2 separate regions of the Ovis aries genome follow, and region 1 is linked to region 2. A link is a contact called in public Hi-C data. All regions are on one chromosome and are shown on one strand. The core of a region is the stretch at or near the end of the contact, and the rest is flanking DNA. Distances in the headings are between cores, read along the strand shown. Region 1 overlaps STRIP2 (striatin interacting protein 2). Region 2 holds the start of AHCYL2 (adenosylhomocysteinase like 2).

Region 1 (2,921 bases), core at 63-2,562, 220 kb after region 2:
AAAGCATGAAGCTGGGCATCGATGTGAACAGGCACAAGGAGATCATTGTAAAGAGCATCTCTGCCCTGCTCCTGCTGCTCCTCAAACACTTCAAACTGAACCACATCTACCAGGTGAGCAGCTCAGAGCACTTCTCCACACCCCTCAGGTGTCCTCCAGGTCCTGCCGTCCAAAGGAAGAACACAAGGGCCTTGGAGTCCAGCAGAGCATCGTTCTTTGTCTTACGGAATTCAGATACGTGTTGCACAAGCTTGGGGCACAAGGTGGGGAATTGTCCTAGAAAGTTGCAAATGTCTGTGTCCTTTGAACATTATCCAGGGGTCGTAGGTAGGAATCCCTAGCTTCTTGGGAATATGCCCAGCCAGCTTTGAAGCAATGGAAGACAGGACTCAAGCATGCCACCAAAAGAGGGGGTGGGGAGTGTCGAGCATACTTTTCTGTATGTGAAGCACTGTTCTAACATTTGAGATAGACTCCTATATAAGGCATCCTCTAGCTCGTAAGGGCTTTGAAGTTTTATAAAGGATACAGATGTAAAGTAGGCAATTATGGAGTGATAAGTGCTGTGTTACAGGTAAGCATTGGCTGCCTTGGAAACACCTAATCCAGCCTGAGGTGGAGAAGCTGTGACTCCTAACCTGAGTCCTACAGAAAACTTGTTAGCCAGGGTGCAGGAGTTGTCAGGGAATGATGGCAGGAAGCATTTAAAGCAGAAAAGCTGGTTTGTGAAACTCCTGAGGGGAGAGGGCAAAGTACCTTTGGAAACTAATCAAACGTTTCTGGAGATCTGCATGAGGTAGAGGGAGACGGGGAGCTCTGGTGGTAACGCAAAGCTGGAGAGGGTGGTGGGGAGTAGAAAGCGAAACCTGTGCCAGCGCACGGTTAGGGAGTAATTACACTGTGGCCAGCTCTCCGAGAGGTTCATCTGGGATCTCATCAAAGTCTCTCAACCCTGCGAGGTGGGTCTTACTTTACTCCACTGAGGCTAAAAGAGGTTAAGAACCTGCCATAAGAGCAATGTTTGCCATGCCACGGAGTTTGGACTTGGTGCTGTGGGTGTTGCCAAGACACAGGAGAAGATGAGGGCAGTGAGTGAGTGTTCTCTGCGGTGAGACATGGAGAGGAGGTGGAGCTTCTCACTCTTGCACAGAGGCTCTGCCCCATTCCTCCTGAGAAGTCAGAACCGAGCTTGCTGCTAAAACAGCAGGAGCTCCGTGCAGGGAGGCCCTGCAGAGTCTGTGTCCATGGCAGGTGCATCTGTACAACCTGGATATGTATCCACTTCAGTGCATTCAGAGACATCTTGTAGTGTGTTAGGGTACCCCGAGGACGCACACCTCTACCAGTGTTTGCAGAGCAGCAGCAGGGCTGGGAGGAGTAGGGAGGGATGAGTGAGAAATAGTGTTCCTAGTAGAAAGAGATCTGCCTATGTGTGCTTCTGTCTGCTTCTCTTGGTGGGCAGTATGTGGATCAACAGCCAGACAGGTGGGTGGCTTGATGGGCCTTGCCAGTACATGTCAGTGTGTCCTGACAAGGCTACAGACGTGTCTCAAACTGAAAGATGTTTCCCATCACTTGACAGTAGGTTTGTATTGGCTCCTGCACCTGAGGCTTTGCAAAATACTCTGGGTCAGCTGCCAGGGAGAAGATATTTGAGCAGAAGAGAGAACTGGGCAACACAAGCTGACTCCTCACCTCTAGCCATACACCTTGGGAGAGGGCAGCTAAGTGTGCTGCCATGGCTATTTTTTGGTGATCAGGAATCAGTAAGAGCTAAAGGAATTAAAACACTGCAGTTCTGTGCTTTTTCAACCAGTTTCTACACTTAGAGTAGTTTAGATTCTGGAGACAAACTGTGTGTGATGCTCTTCAGTGTATCATGGGCAAAAGCCAGATGACACAGCTGCATGACACTGCCCCAGTAGGTCTTCCTGGAAGCAAACCCTATCCAAATTCAAGAGAGCAAAGTGGAGTGCTATGTTCTATTGTTTCACCTATCAAAAAGACCTTGGACTTATTCTTAGTGCATTATCTGTTGACTGAAGGACTCTTGTTGATTCATTAAAATACTGATATTCTAAGTATAGGGGCTAGTCCAGTGAACCAGACCCACCCTGGAGCCCACACTCCAGTGGTTCATTTGATTACCACGCACCGTATCCATCCTGACTGATGCCAACAGTTGCTGCGCTGCACCTGTTCCTGGCATATCCATCACAGTTGAAACCCTGTGAGCCAGAGCTTTGGTATGGAAGGCAACTCCCTTGGGGAGCCATCCTTTTCCTGTAGAGCTTAGGAACAAATCTCACAGCTATTCTTTCTGTTTATCTGGAGTGGGATTTTCTTTCTGGCTTGTGTACATTTTGTGCTTTTGGTCAGGCGCTTGCAACATACACACACTGCAGACTGTTCCCTTCTATGTAGGCTAGGCTGGCTGAAGATGGCTCTTCCCACGTCCCAGACAGGAAGACTGTTAACACAAGTGGACAGTGGATATTCTTAGGAATGGCTGTCAGAATTGTACTTGCCTCTTTATTTTTCATACAGACCTTCTATTCTCCCCCAAATAAGCTTCCTTTCTGCTTTGATTTTTTAATTCAGTTTGAATATGTATCACAACATTTGGTATTTGCCAACTGCATCCCATTGATCCTGAAGTTCTTCAATCAAAATATCTTGTCCTACATCACTGCCAAAAATGGGTAAGGACTCTGGACAGGTTTATTTCAAAAGGCTGTTTGGGGATTGAGAAATTATTTTGTCTCTGAGCCACCTTTCCATTCTCCCTGGTCCTTTCTGTCTTAGAACTGTCACTGTCAAGTGTAGTTTTCTTGAGGTATTACTGGTGGGCTGTATGATTTGGCCTCTTCACAAAGATATTTGTAACTTAATAGTTTTGAAAACTGTAATGCCATAACTCA
Region 2 (2,936 bases), core at 246-2,745:
TCCCCAAATTCCAAACAGCAGGCTCAAGCATTTAATAGGACAATAGAGTCACAGGACTCATAGTTCCTTCTGAAGAGATATAGATAATAATCTGATACTTATCTCTGAGCTCCTCTACAGAACCTAAAACCCCCTACCCAGGCAGATGATGGTGACCGCATACATGTGACCACAAGTATGTGTACCCTAGACACCTTGGAACCAGAAGGTTGAGATTCCCCAGACATCCAGACATCATCCAACCAATCAGAATAGTCACACATTGGCAGCCCTCACCCCAAATTTTGTTTGACATCTGGGTTTGGGTTTTCTTGAGCACTAGCTCCCTCTTGTGCCTGGCACTCTGTAATAAACCTTTCTGTGCTCCCAACTCTGACATTTTGGTTTATTTTACCTCTTTGTGCCACTGGCATGCAAACTTAGGTTGGACATCTATGAGAATTCACAGAATGGAAATTCCCTGGTGGTTGGGTGGTTAGGACTCACTACTTTCACTGCTGAAGGCCCCGGGTTCAATTCCTGAACTAAGATCCTACAAGCTGAATGGAGGGGCAAAGAGAAAAAGGAGAAGAAAGAAAAAGAGAATTAACAGGGCAAAAGAATTAAGCTTAAGGCAACGTGTAATTCTTTTGTCGTTGTTGTTTAGTCGTTAAGTGGTGTCTGACTCTTTAGCCTAAAAATTTCCTACCTAGTAATATCGAACTTCTATTTTTTTGGACTGATAGTAAACTCTAAGCCCAGAATGTTCTAGAAATCACCACAGCACATAAGGTCTTATTTTATTCTTTCTAAAAACAAAGCCATTAAAGTTCAGAAAGGTGTTAGGGTTCCCTTTCACTGAGGCAGAAAAATCAAGTCACTTTCAGCCTGAGGCCTGCGCTCTCCCCACGTGATGCCGCTTTTCCTTTAAACGCCTGCTTACGTGATCTTAGACTAGCACACGGGGAGGAAATGTACACTGTCAGGGTAGAGAGCCCTTTCTTCCCCCACCTTCGCAGGCGGAGGGTTTCTAGCGTTGTCTCCTCGGAAGCCCCAGTTCCTCTGGAGACTCTTTCTCATGTCCTTTGTCGTGTCACCCGTTCTCACTCCTTTCCGTTAGTCGCCTGGACTAGAGCTCCACTAGTACTACAGAATCCCGCTAGCCGGAAGGCGACAGGGACTACAATTCCCAGGGGGCATCACGGCCCCGCCCTCGGCAGCGCGCAGTGCTGGTCGGGGGCTGAGGTCCCACGGTGTTGTCGCCGCGTGCGGCCCTGAACAAGCGCACTACAGGTTCCGTGGCACCACGCGCGGGAGCTAGCCGGGTCGGGCGGGGCGGGTCGGGTTGCGCGGGGCGGGGCGGGGCGGGGCGGGGTGGGGAGGGAGAGGCCGGGCTGGCTGGAGAGTTGGCGGGCGGGCAGAGGAAGGGGGTGGGAGCGGAGGCGATGGAGGGGAGGAGTGGGGGAATGGGGGAGGGAAGGGGAAGGGAGGCGGGAGGCGGGGCCGAGCCGGAGCTAGAGTCTGAGCCGGCGGTTGCAGTGGAGGCGGTGATGTCGGTGCAGGTCGTGTCAGCAGCTGCTGCCGCGAAGGTGCCTGAGGTGGAGCTGAAGGACCTGAGCCCCTCCGAGGCGGAGCCGCAGCTGGGACTGAGCACAGCGGCCGGGAGCGCCATGGCCCCCCCAGCGGGCGGCGGGGACCCTGAAGCTCCAGCTCCGGCCGCGGAGCGGCCCCCGGCCCCCGGTCCGGGATCCGGGCCCGCAGCGGCTCTCAGCCCGGCCGCTGGGAAAGTGCCTCAGGCGTCGGCCATGAAGCGGAGCGACCCTCATCACCAGCATCAGAGGCACCGCGACGGCGGCGAAGCCCTGGTCAGCCCCGACGGCACCGTCACCGAGGCGCCGCGCACAGTCAAGAAGGTATTGGGGCCGGGCTGCCTCTTTCGGAGAGGGAGGGAGGTGGGGAACCGCAGATCCTCTCGGCGCGGCGGCACCACTCTCCACGCCCTCCCTTCTGATGCTGGAAGTAGAGACATCTCTTTTCCCCTTAAACCCGCTCTCTCAGAGATGCCCCCACACGGGCCCCAGTGCTGGGGGGCGAAGACTCCAGGTGGTACGGCCGTACTTCGCTGGGAATAACATGGAGGTAGCGCCCTTCCTTACTACTTGGAATAGGCTGGGAGAGGAGAGGCACCTCGTATTACACCTTTCTGTACTCCTAACCTACTCCCGTGTGTATTTTCCAGACTGTCGGGGAGAAGACCCCGATGGTGTAGAAAAGCTTTACTGCTTCTGAGAGTTCACCCAGTAATAAGGGTTGAAAGAGCTTTTCCGTTTGGACATCTTTTCTGTAAGGAGTAGTTACCTCGCGTTGAGATCCTCAGTTGTCTGGTTTCTGTACAGAAGATGACTCTCTGCCTTTCTGTGGCCAGGCGCTTCCATCTAGCAGTACTGATGCCGTGCCCTTCATTCCACATACTGCAAGATCCTTAGGTTTTCTCTGAAAGTAGAAGGGTAATAGGGTAATGGAGAGATTCACTCCACTCTTCTCTTTGAGGTTTGTCCTCTCAGCTCAGTAGTTGATCACCAGGATTGTTAGACTGTGTATAAAGAGAATGATTGTTTTTATTGGTTCTTTTATTATGGTCCGTAAGTATTAGGAAGAAATGCTTCTACTTTTGGGAAAGGCGATCACTGTCAGATTTTGCTAAGCTGCCAGCTTCTTTCAGATAGTTTTGAAGAGGCAGTAGTCTCAGAACACCAAGGAGTAGATAGATGTGCCTGAATGTTTGATATTCTCAGTATTATCCTTGCAATGGCTGTCTGTGGTGTCTGTCCTCTCAGAAAGCAAATCAGTACAGAGAAAAATGGCAAATATTGCAAAAACAAGTTGTGGATTATCGCTATAATTTCTGAGGTAGTATGCGAACATAGTGATATACTGGGTTTTTCGTTTTGTGAATG

The links. Hi-C and Micro-C count contacts between places; a contact is called where the count stands out from the background.
Region 1: a contact with region 2 is called in a Hi-C map of muscle, with 2.5 times the contacts expected there. The contact joins the enhancer-like site here to the promoter of AHCYL2 in region 2. A contact is called at or near these places in 3 of 16 Hi-C or Micro-C datasets (liver, muscle and tail adipose tissue).

What each region holds. Positions count from the first base shown.
Region 1 is chr4:95,052,694-95,055,614 of ARS-UI_Ramb_v3.0, forward strand. It overlaps STRIP2 (striatin interacting protein 2), which reads left to right. Exons shown (of 21, transcript XM_060415119.1): 16 at 1-263; 17 at 2,602-2,702. Among named protein-coding and RNA genes, the nearest start is that of STRIP2, 24 kb to the left of the region's middle. Within about 2 kb of position 1,313, at least 6 of the 54 cell types and tissues checked have an H3K27ac peak or open chromatin away from gene starts, as enhancers often do. A contact at or near this core is called in muscle, where this site is marked.
Region 2 is chr4:94,835,797-94,838,732 of ARS-UI_Ramb_v3.0, forward strand. AHCYL2 (adenosylhomocysteinase like 2) reads left to right here and starts at 1,496. Exons shown (of 16, transcript XM_060415121.1): 1 at 1,496-1,892. The coding sequence starts at 1,530.